Regions from separate parts of the Ovis aries genome. Here regions 1 and 3 are each linked to region 2. Evidence: chromatin contacts called from public Hi-C data. All regions are on one chromosome and are shown on one strand. The core of a region is the stretch at or near the end of the contact, and the rest is flanking DNA. Distances in the headings are between cores, read along the strand shown.

Region 1 (2,858 bases), core at 134-2,633, 460 kb before region 2:
CACTGTAGCCAGGGCAGCGGGCTAAGCTCTGAGGGCCCAGAGGTGACTGAGCATGGATTCCATCTCCAGGGCCTCACTGACTGCTGAGGAAGCCCACCAATAAATAGCTTTGATTAATTGATTCATGCCTTCATTACTGAGTGTATACCATGTGTCAGCAATATTTTAGGCTCATTGGATCTATGAGTAAACAAACCAGATAGTTTTGGAAGGGGAGATAGGCTATAAAATTAAAAAAAAAAATAGGTTAACTAATATGTTTAGAAGGTAAAAAGTGCTATCACTGTTGTTCACTCGCTAAGTCATGTCTGACTCTTGTGACCCCATGGACTACAGCACTCCAGGCTTCCCTGTCCTTCACTATCTCCCAGAATTCACTCAAACTCATGTCCATTGAGTTGACGATGCCATTCAACCATCTTGTCCTCTGTCGTCCCCTTCTCTTCCTGCTTTCAATCTTTCCCAACCTCAGGGTCTGTTTCAAAGGGTTGGCTCTTTGCATCAGGTGGCCAAAGTATTGGAGCTTCAGCTGCAGCATCAGTCCTTCCAATGAGTATTCAGGGTTGATTTCCTTTAGGATTGACTGGTTTGATCTCCTTGAAGTCCAAGGGACCCTCAAGAGTCTTCTCTAGCACCACAATTCGAAAGCATCAGTTCTTCGACTTGCTGTAAAAAAGGAAAATGGAGCAGATAAGGGGGGATTGGGAGCCAGAGGCTGGTTGCAGTGTTCACAGGCCTGGGAGGGTGGGCTTCCCTGAGAAGGTGAGACTGAACAAAGACTTGAAGCTGATAGGAGAGATGACAGTGGGTTTCTGGGGGATGTGCAAAGGCCCAGGGGCAGGAGAGGGCCTCAAGTGTTCGGGAGCAACAAGAAAGCCAGTGTTTCTGGGGCGGGGAGGGAAAGGGGAGCAGGGATGGAGGTCCAAAGGTTAAGGAGGACCAGGCCAGGAGATGTCAGAGGCCACTGTAGGGTTTTAGCTTTTATGGTGAGTGAGATGGGAGGCACTGGAGAGTTTTGAACCGGGAGATGTTTATTGACTGGTTTTTCCAAAGGACCACTTGGACTGTTGTTTCCACAGTAGCCTGGAAGAGGCGAGAGCAAGGGCAGGGGCTGGGTCAGGAGACACTTGTAACAGTCCAGGTGGGAGGCGGGGGTGCTCTGGCCAGGCTGCATGGTGGAGGATGGGAGAGGCACCCAAGGGGAAACGTGAATAACGTTCTGTGGTAACAGGAGAAGGGCGTGATTAACTCTGACTCAGGATGCCTTCCCAGGGGATGTGACTCAAGCAGGATCTTGAAAAATGAGCAGTTCAGCAGGCACTCAAGGGAGTGAGCATTCCAACCACACGTGTGACAGGGAAGTCAAGAGCGAGCCAGGCCTGTCTGGGTACCCGAGAAGCTGCTCATAAACATCAGAGCAGAAGGGTCAGGGTAGGCTGGATCAGGGCGCAGCGTCCTGTGATCACCGCGAAGTTCGCGAAGGAGTTTAAGCTTGAGGGCTTAAGACCCAACTTGCCCTAAGAATAGTCCTGCAGTCACCATGAAGGGCTGGGAGGGCGGTGGAGAGAGGAGACCCAGATGGGAAGTGGAACTTGAGGGCTGACTCAGTGCAGTGGGAGAGGGAGGGAGAGAGGGGAGCTGTTTAGGGAGCAGAGAGGACCAGATGCGTGTGGGTTTGGGGAAAGAGGAGCAGGTAGCTTAAGGAAGAGGACGAGTCAGTTTGGGACAGGGTGAGTTGGAAGAGCCGCTGGGAGATCAGAGAGGGGGGTCTCGGAGCAGCTGACGGAGGGGTCTGGAGCCCAGCAGAGGGGACTGTGTCCAGAAGCCTTGAGGGGCAGGAGGCATTTAAGCCATAGAAATCCACCAGCTAGAGGGGCACCTCCAAGTTTTTATCCTTAGGAATATCTATAGAAGAGGTATCGTTCCCTCCTCTTTGCCTCCCTCCCAAGGCCTTTGAGAGATGGGGAGAGAAAAAACAATCTTGAGAGGGAAGACAAAGGATCAGGATGGTGTGGGGCTCCTGGGGTAACACTGAGAAGTCCCTGAACTGGTCCCACTCACCCCAGGGTGTCTGCCGTGAGGGCCTGAGTAGGTGGAGATCTTGATATTGGTGTCTATGGATCTCTGCATGCAGGTATGTAAAGTGATGTGTTTTCATTTTCCCATGATTCCTGTTTCCCTGTAGCCCTCCCTGATGAAGCTTATTGCCCAGTGGAGGGGGCTTCGAAACAAGGCTTCAAGCAAGGTTGAAGCAGACAGGCTGCAGAGAAGCTGCTGCTAATGGCAATGGGACCAGGAAAGGGGGAAGAAGGCAGCACCATCCTTCAACCTCAGAGGCTTGTGTGGGAGAAACCCCAGTTAGGTGTGAGGGAAAATCCTGCTGCAAGGGGTGGGTAGAGCTTGACTCAGGTTGCAGCAGGGGAGGAAACTTTAGTGACAGTCCCCTGTGCAAAGCAGCTATTCTAGATGCTGCCAAAGCAATAGTATGCCACCCAGGAGGTGGTTTGAAATGGCTGGGGGAAAGTCGTCTGGGAGACAGCTTCATGGCACACTGCTTGTTCTGGAGTGAGTGGGAAGAATGCGGCCAGGTGGTCCTAGTGCCTGGGGACCACAGAGGCAAGATCTGTACCACCAGCCCGGAGCAGGGACCACATGCTTCAGCATCACTGCTCTCCAGCCTCACCCCTACCAGTGAGCCCCAGGGACCAGGAGGCTCCAGTCCTGTCCCACCTGTGTGTGTGTATACAAATGCAGAGGACTCCACTTAGAACTTCAACTCCGTCTTCCCACCACCATGAGGTCCATAAACATCTCCCTGCACCAGGAAATTATCTTGGCTAGGAGAACGGGAAGGGATG
Region 2 (2,721 bases), core at 212-2,711:
ATGCTCTAGATCAATCTATAAAAGTAAGCAAAATTCTAAAAATTATTTTTGGCCAGAATGATATTTTGTAAAAAATAAAGTTAGCATTAGATGAAGCTTACCTATTTTTTTTGGAAAGTTCATCCTTTCCCCTTTTAACTCCAAATATTCTTGTGATCAAGGTACTGAAGAGAAGCGTGGATGAATTTCTCACCTGTGTAAAAATACACAGTACAAGTTAAGAAATATTCATGGCATGAAACCAACATTTACAATGTTCAGACATTTACAATGTTCAAAACCATTACCCGATTGCCTAGTGTGTGGCTAAAGAAGATAGAGTTGTGTTCATAAAATAAGACAATTTTCAATAACTTTATAGCAATTACTTCATTACTATGAAGGACTTCCTCTTAAACTGAGCTCAACAATCCAACCACATGTACATAACACAGCTTTTTCCTGTACTTCTTTACAACCACCAACTGTTGCATTATCTCTTTGTACCTGTATCATCAAGTAACCATTTTTAAAAAAACAAAACCAATAAATTCATTTTTCTACATCATTTCTGATGAATATCCCAAGAAAGAGCTTAGCTCTTTCCTTTTATTTTCTACAATCATTTACCTATGAGAAAATACTTATCAGATCTAACTCAATGGATCCACATTATTAATATGGCCAATAAAATACTAATCTGCTTCCCAACCAATGTATCAAGACAGTTTCCTATGTCATAAAAATGTCTTGAGTATCAAGGCATATTGTGCTGTGCTTAGTTGCTCAGTAGTGTCTGACTCTTTGGGACTCCATGGACTGTAGCCCACCAGGCTTTCCTAACCATGGGGATTCTCCAGACAAGAATACTGGAGTGGGTTGCCATGCCCTCTTCCAAGGGACTTCCCAACCCAGGGATCAACCCAGGTCTCCTGCACTGCAGGCGGACTCCTTACCATCTGAGCCACCAGGGACATTGAAGGTGAAAGTCGGTCAGTCATGTCTGACTCAGACGTGTCTGACTCTTTATAGCAACCCCATCAACTATATAGTCCATGAAATTCTCCAGGCCAGAATACTGCAGTGGGTAGCCTTTTCCTTCTCCAGGGGATCTTCCCAGCCCAGGGATCGAATCCAGGCCTCCTGCATTGCAGGCAGATTCTTTACCAGCTGAGCCACAAGGGAAGCCCTATACCAGGGATATTGGGCTTCCTCAATTACCTTGCCAAATCTGAGTAGAGATGTATAAATATGTACTGACTTTCCTAAGTATGTAAGGCCGTATACTAGCACCATGGAGAATATCCAGAAATAGAAGACACACACTTACTGCTAACACAGAGCTCATATTCTAATTAGACAGGAGTTATACAGTGTGTTAAAATAGCAATGTAAGAAGAAAGGTAGCTGACAGTAACAATGTAGGATTTAGAAAACAGCTTCCCGAAACTACTGCAGTAAGGATCACACACTCAAACGCCCACAAAGGCAGTGAGTTACACAGGCGGCAGAGGACTGGGTCTAAGGCAGGCACTATTAAGCTGAAGCTGAAGCTAATGCCCTGAGGAAAATGTAAGCCCGGTGTTGCCAGATCTTCTGCTTTTTCAACAGAAGCCAGAAACCCTAAGTTTTATGTGAATTCTATTTTGAAATGTTGGCAATAAATTAAAGAAAAAAAAAAAAACCGTATTGCGGGAGCCAAATAAAACACAGTTGTGGGCCAGATTTGACATATCAGCCACCAGTGTGTAACCTCTCCTCCAGAAGCACATGACTGACTCAATTTATGTGCGGTAACTCTTGAAATGGACCACAGATACACCGGCACAATTCATACCTTAATTGCAATGAAACTCTAAAATTGGACAAGCTCACTTACATCCATTCCACAGTTAACAAACATTAATGAAATCCCTGATATCTCCAAACAAGTCACTCTGTCCTGGTACTCTACTGACATCCCCTCTGACCTAGCTCAGGTCTTACCTCTCACCTAGTCTATGGACTTGGTTCCCAAAGACTCCTTAGGTTGAAGATGACTTAGTAAAGTCATCCATGACCCTATCACCTTGAGATGGACAGGTACACACTGCTATATTTAAAAGTAACAACCAAAAAGGACCTACTGTGTAGCACAGGGGACTCTGCTCAATGTTATGCTGCAGCCTCGATGGGAAGGGAGTTTGGGGGAGAATAGATACATGTATATGCATGGCTGAGTCGCTCTGTTGTGCTCCTGAAACTACCACAAAATTGTTAGCAGGTTACACACCAATATAAAATTAAAAGTTGGTGGTTGTTTTTTTTAAAGAATCACACAAAAGCATAAAACGAAAAGAAAAATCAATACACAAACTTCATCTTGCCCTAAACCAAACTTTCTGACAAAGACTGCCAGAGGCAGTAAAGTTAAAACAGGACTGCCTGGAGAGGAAAGGGGAAGCCTGAGGAGGCACACTTTATCAAAACCATAGAGGACTGTTTTACAGACTGAATGAGGGCCTGCAGAAGGAAAACTCCCTTGTTTGATTCAACAGGCTGAAGGCAGGAGACACATAATGTCTTTGAGTAATGTTAAGATGGATCAGAAGGATTACCATCCTGATCCATTCACCATCAAGTTCCCTCATTAGTGGCCAATGACTATCATTAATTTTTCCAGTAGATACAGCAAATTAGTGGTGTTCTACCATTAATTAGTTACAGTTTTTAGAAAAACTACCATTAAAAAAAAAAAAAAAA
Region 3 (2,776 bases), core at 82-2,581, 320 kb before region 2:
ACCCCATGGACTGTAGCCTGCCAGCCTCCTCTGTCCATGGGATTTTCCAGGCAAGTATACTGGAGTGGGTTGCCATTTCCTTCTTCAGGGGATCTTCCCAACCCAGGGATCAAACCCACATCTCCTACCTATCCTGCACTGACAGGCAGATTCTTTACCATTGTGCCACCTAGAAGATTTCAATCTGTGGATTTCTGCAAATCAGGGTTTCTCAGACTTGACACTATTGACATTTGGGGCTGGGTATTTCTTAGTTGTAGGGACTGTTCTGTGCACTGTAGGATGCTGGGCAGTGTCTCTGATCTCTACCCAGTAGCTGCCAGCAGCACCACCTCCCGGTTCTAACAATCAAAAATGTCTCTAACATTGCTGAATGTCCCCTGGGGCAAAACTGTGTCCAGCTGACTTCCTCTAGGAAGACTTCCTGGAAGAGGAGGATCTCAATCTGGTCTTTATGTAAACAGTCCAGGAAGGGTGCAGGTTGATGGAAAAGTCTCAAAGGCAGTGAGAAGAGCCCAAGGTTGGAGGTGGTGAGTGGTGACTTTCCAGGGAGGGGACAGGAGGGTGACCACAAGTTGCTGGATTTTAATCTGGGGTGTGTTAAGACTGCCCTGCAGAGCAGGTCCTGGAGCCCAGAGCATGGACCATCCAGGGGGTTAGTGGGAAGGGAGAAGATGGGGAGAATACTGCCATTTGGAGGTCCTGGTGGTCTTGTTAGGGGCTTGTTGCTCTGAGTCCCTAGCTCCTAACACAGAATCAGGCTAAGGAAACGCAGAGATGATGAAACTACTGCCAATGCAGGCAAGAGTCCTGGCAAGGAGGAAGGTGGGCCTGGGATCTGGAGGGCTAAAAGGACCATTTGTAGATGGTGAGAGTGTTGATGAGGGGACCTGGCTGGAGGGCAAGCAAGGGCCCTGGTTTCTCAGCGTCTGCCCTCACCTGTCTCCCCCGTCGTCCCTGTGGGATAGGGGTGGGGGAATGGGAGACGCTGTAACCATGGGTAACTGCTGGGCACGGGGCAGACCACCTGGCTTCCGGCCAGTCTGCAGGTCTTTCCCTCTGGCAGAGATTTCAACGGGCTCTCCGGAAGAGAATGTTGAACCCCTTGGCCTAGGGAGCTCCCTTCTCAGACAGAAACACTGGCTCCCACTCCCCATCCTGGGCTTCCTGAGCCTTGGATACACGTCGGCCCTCAGACTGGGCTCCCTGAGGGGAGGGGTGACACCTTCCCAGTGGTCACCAAAGGGAAATGTGAGGCTTGGGGCTGGTGCTGCCCACAGGGAGCTTCTGGGTGATCTGCCAGCAGGGGGCGCTGTGGACTCAGATACAGTTCTTGTGCGGCTGGAAGGGTGGAGACTGGTCAGGCCTCCCTCACCTCCTGTTTACCCTCTTAGAGTCCTCACCCCAGCCAGGCTTGCCTGCCTGGTACACAGCATGGCCTCCACCTCCTCCCAGCTTCCCATCCCAACCCCATGCTTCTCCCCTCCTCTTCATATGCCCATTGTGCAGATGAGGAGACTGAGACATACAGAGGCAAAAAAGGCTGGAAGGGACAGTAGCAGGGCAGAATGGAGACAGTCTTGGCTTTGGAGCCAGAAGACCTGGGTTGCCAGCATGCCAGTTCAGCATCTCACTCCCTGTGTGGTTGGGGTCAGATTTGGGGGCTTTACTGAGCAATCCCACTGCTGTTGTAATAAGAAGCTGAACGTGGCAGCCCACACCACCCCCAGGCTGAGGACAATTCTGATGCTGGGATCACAGCCCTGTGGGGACAGCACTGGGTCCTGGGAGGAAGGGCTGGCCAAAGGGGACTAGGTGGCCTTGCCTAAGCCCCTGTTTAGGGAACGAGAGCAGACAGCCAGAGAGGAGACGAACAGGAGGCTCTGAACAAGTGCAGAGGGGATGAAGGATGTGCTGGAGAGTCTGGGGAGGGGAGGGAAGGACAGAGGCGTCAGCCACTCTGAGTTATCTGCACTCTCTCCCAGGTCCTAGTGATTAATAACAAGAGTGGAAACCATGAAAGTTATTTGCTACCCTCTCATGATGTGCCAGGCTCTGTGCCAAACACTTGACAGACTCAACTACCCATTCTGGGAGACAGGTAGTGATATTACCCCATTTGAGAGATGAGGAAAAAATTCCTCAGAGATAAAATAACTTGTCTGAGGGCCCCAGTGGGAAAGGGGCAAACACGAGATCCCACCCAGGTTTCCGTGGTGTGGACCCCCACGCTGTTGGTGGTATCAGGGTCGAGAGAGAGAGAGGTTGAAGGCCCCTCTGCGTCTGGGGTCAGGGCTGTGTATGTGGCTGGGGGAACAGAATAGGGCTGTGTTCCCTCAGCCGCTCAACACAGAGTGGACAGAGCAGAGTGGGGCGCTGAGGAAGGAGTGGCCCACAGATCTATTCAGCGGCCTCTGAACAAACCTAAGGAAGCAGTCTGGCCCAGTTGTTTCCCGCATAGCATGCTCATGGGTTCTGCACGTCCTGCAAGTGCTGGGACCGGAGGGCAGAGAGGCAGGCTGGAGCCATCAGGAGGGGAGGGTGCCATCACATCAGCTGGGTGGAGGATGGCCCAGGAGGTCTGATTGGTTCCACTGGCCACTCTTAAGAAGAGATGAGATCTTAGGAAGAGATCTAAACTTACAAACACTGAGGGTTGTGGGGAATGGGGGAGAAGGGAGGAAGACTCGAGATACCAGTGTCAGAATCCACTAGATGAGATGCTCATCAGACGTGGTGGACAGAGGCCATGGTTAAGGATGACTCAGCCTTCGCC

Evidence for each region. Hi-C and Micro-C count contacts between places; a contact is called where the count stands out from the background.
Region 1: a Hi-C map of tail adipose tissue shows a contact between it and region 2, with 3 times the contacts expected there. The contact joins two enhancer-like sites. A contact is called at or near these places in 6 of 16 Hi-C or Micro-C datasets (hypothalamus, liver, retroperitoneal adipose tissue and 2 more).
Region 3: a Hi-C map of liver shows a contact between it and region 2, with 8 times the contacts expected there. The contact joins two enhancer-like sites. A contact is called at or near these places in 7 of 16 Hi-C or Micro-C datasets (liver, mixed tissues, muscle and 3 more).

Annotation. Positions count from the first base shown.
Region 1 is chr3:81,207,081-81,209,938 of ARS-UI_Ramb_v3.0, reverse strand. It overlaps LOC114113941 (a long non-coding RNA gene), which reads left to right. Exons shown (of 3, transcript XR_003588726.3): 1 at 1-2,134. Among named protein-coding and RNA genes, the nearest start is that of TRNAI-UAU, 140 kb to the left of the region's middle. Within about 2 kb of position 1,383, at least 10 of the 54 cell types and tissues checked have an H3K27ac peak or open chromatin away from gene starts, as enhancers often do. A contact at or near this core is called in tail adipose tissue, where this site is marked.
Region 2 is chr3:80,744,546-80,747,266 of ARS-UI_Ramb_v3.0, reverse strand. THADA (THADA armadillo repeat containing) reads right to left here. Exons shown (of 38, transcript XM_060412225.1): 26 at 102-193. Among named protein-coding and RNA genes, the nearest start is that of THADA, 92 kb to the right of the region's middle. Within about 2 kb of position 1,461, at least 12 of the 54 cell types and tissues checked have an H3K27ac peak or open chromatin away from gene starts, as enhancers often do. A contact at or near this core is called in liver and tail adipose tissue, where this site is marked.
Region 3 is chr3:81,065,311-81,068,086 of ARS-UI_Ramb_v3.0, reverse strand. No RefSeq gene overlaps it. Among named protein-coding and RNA genes, the nearest start is that of ZFP36L2, 81 kb to the right of the region's middle. Within about 2 kb of position 1,331, at least 10 of the 54 cell types and tissues checked have an H3K27ac peak or open chromatin away from gene starts, as enhancers often do. A contact at or near this core is called in liver, where this site is marked.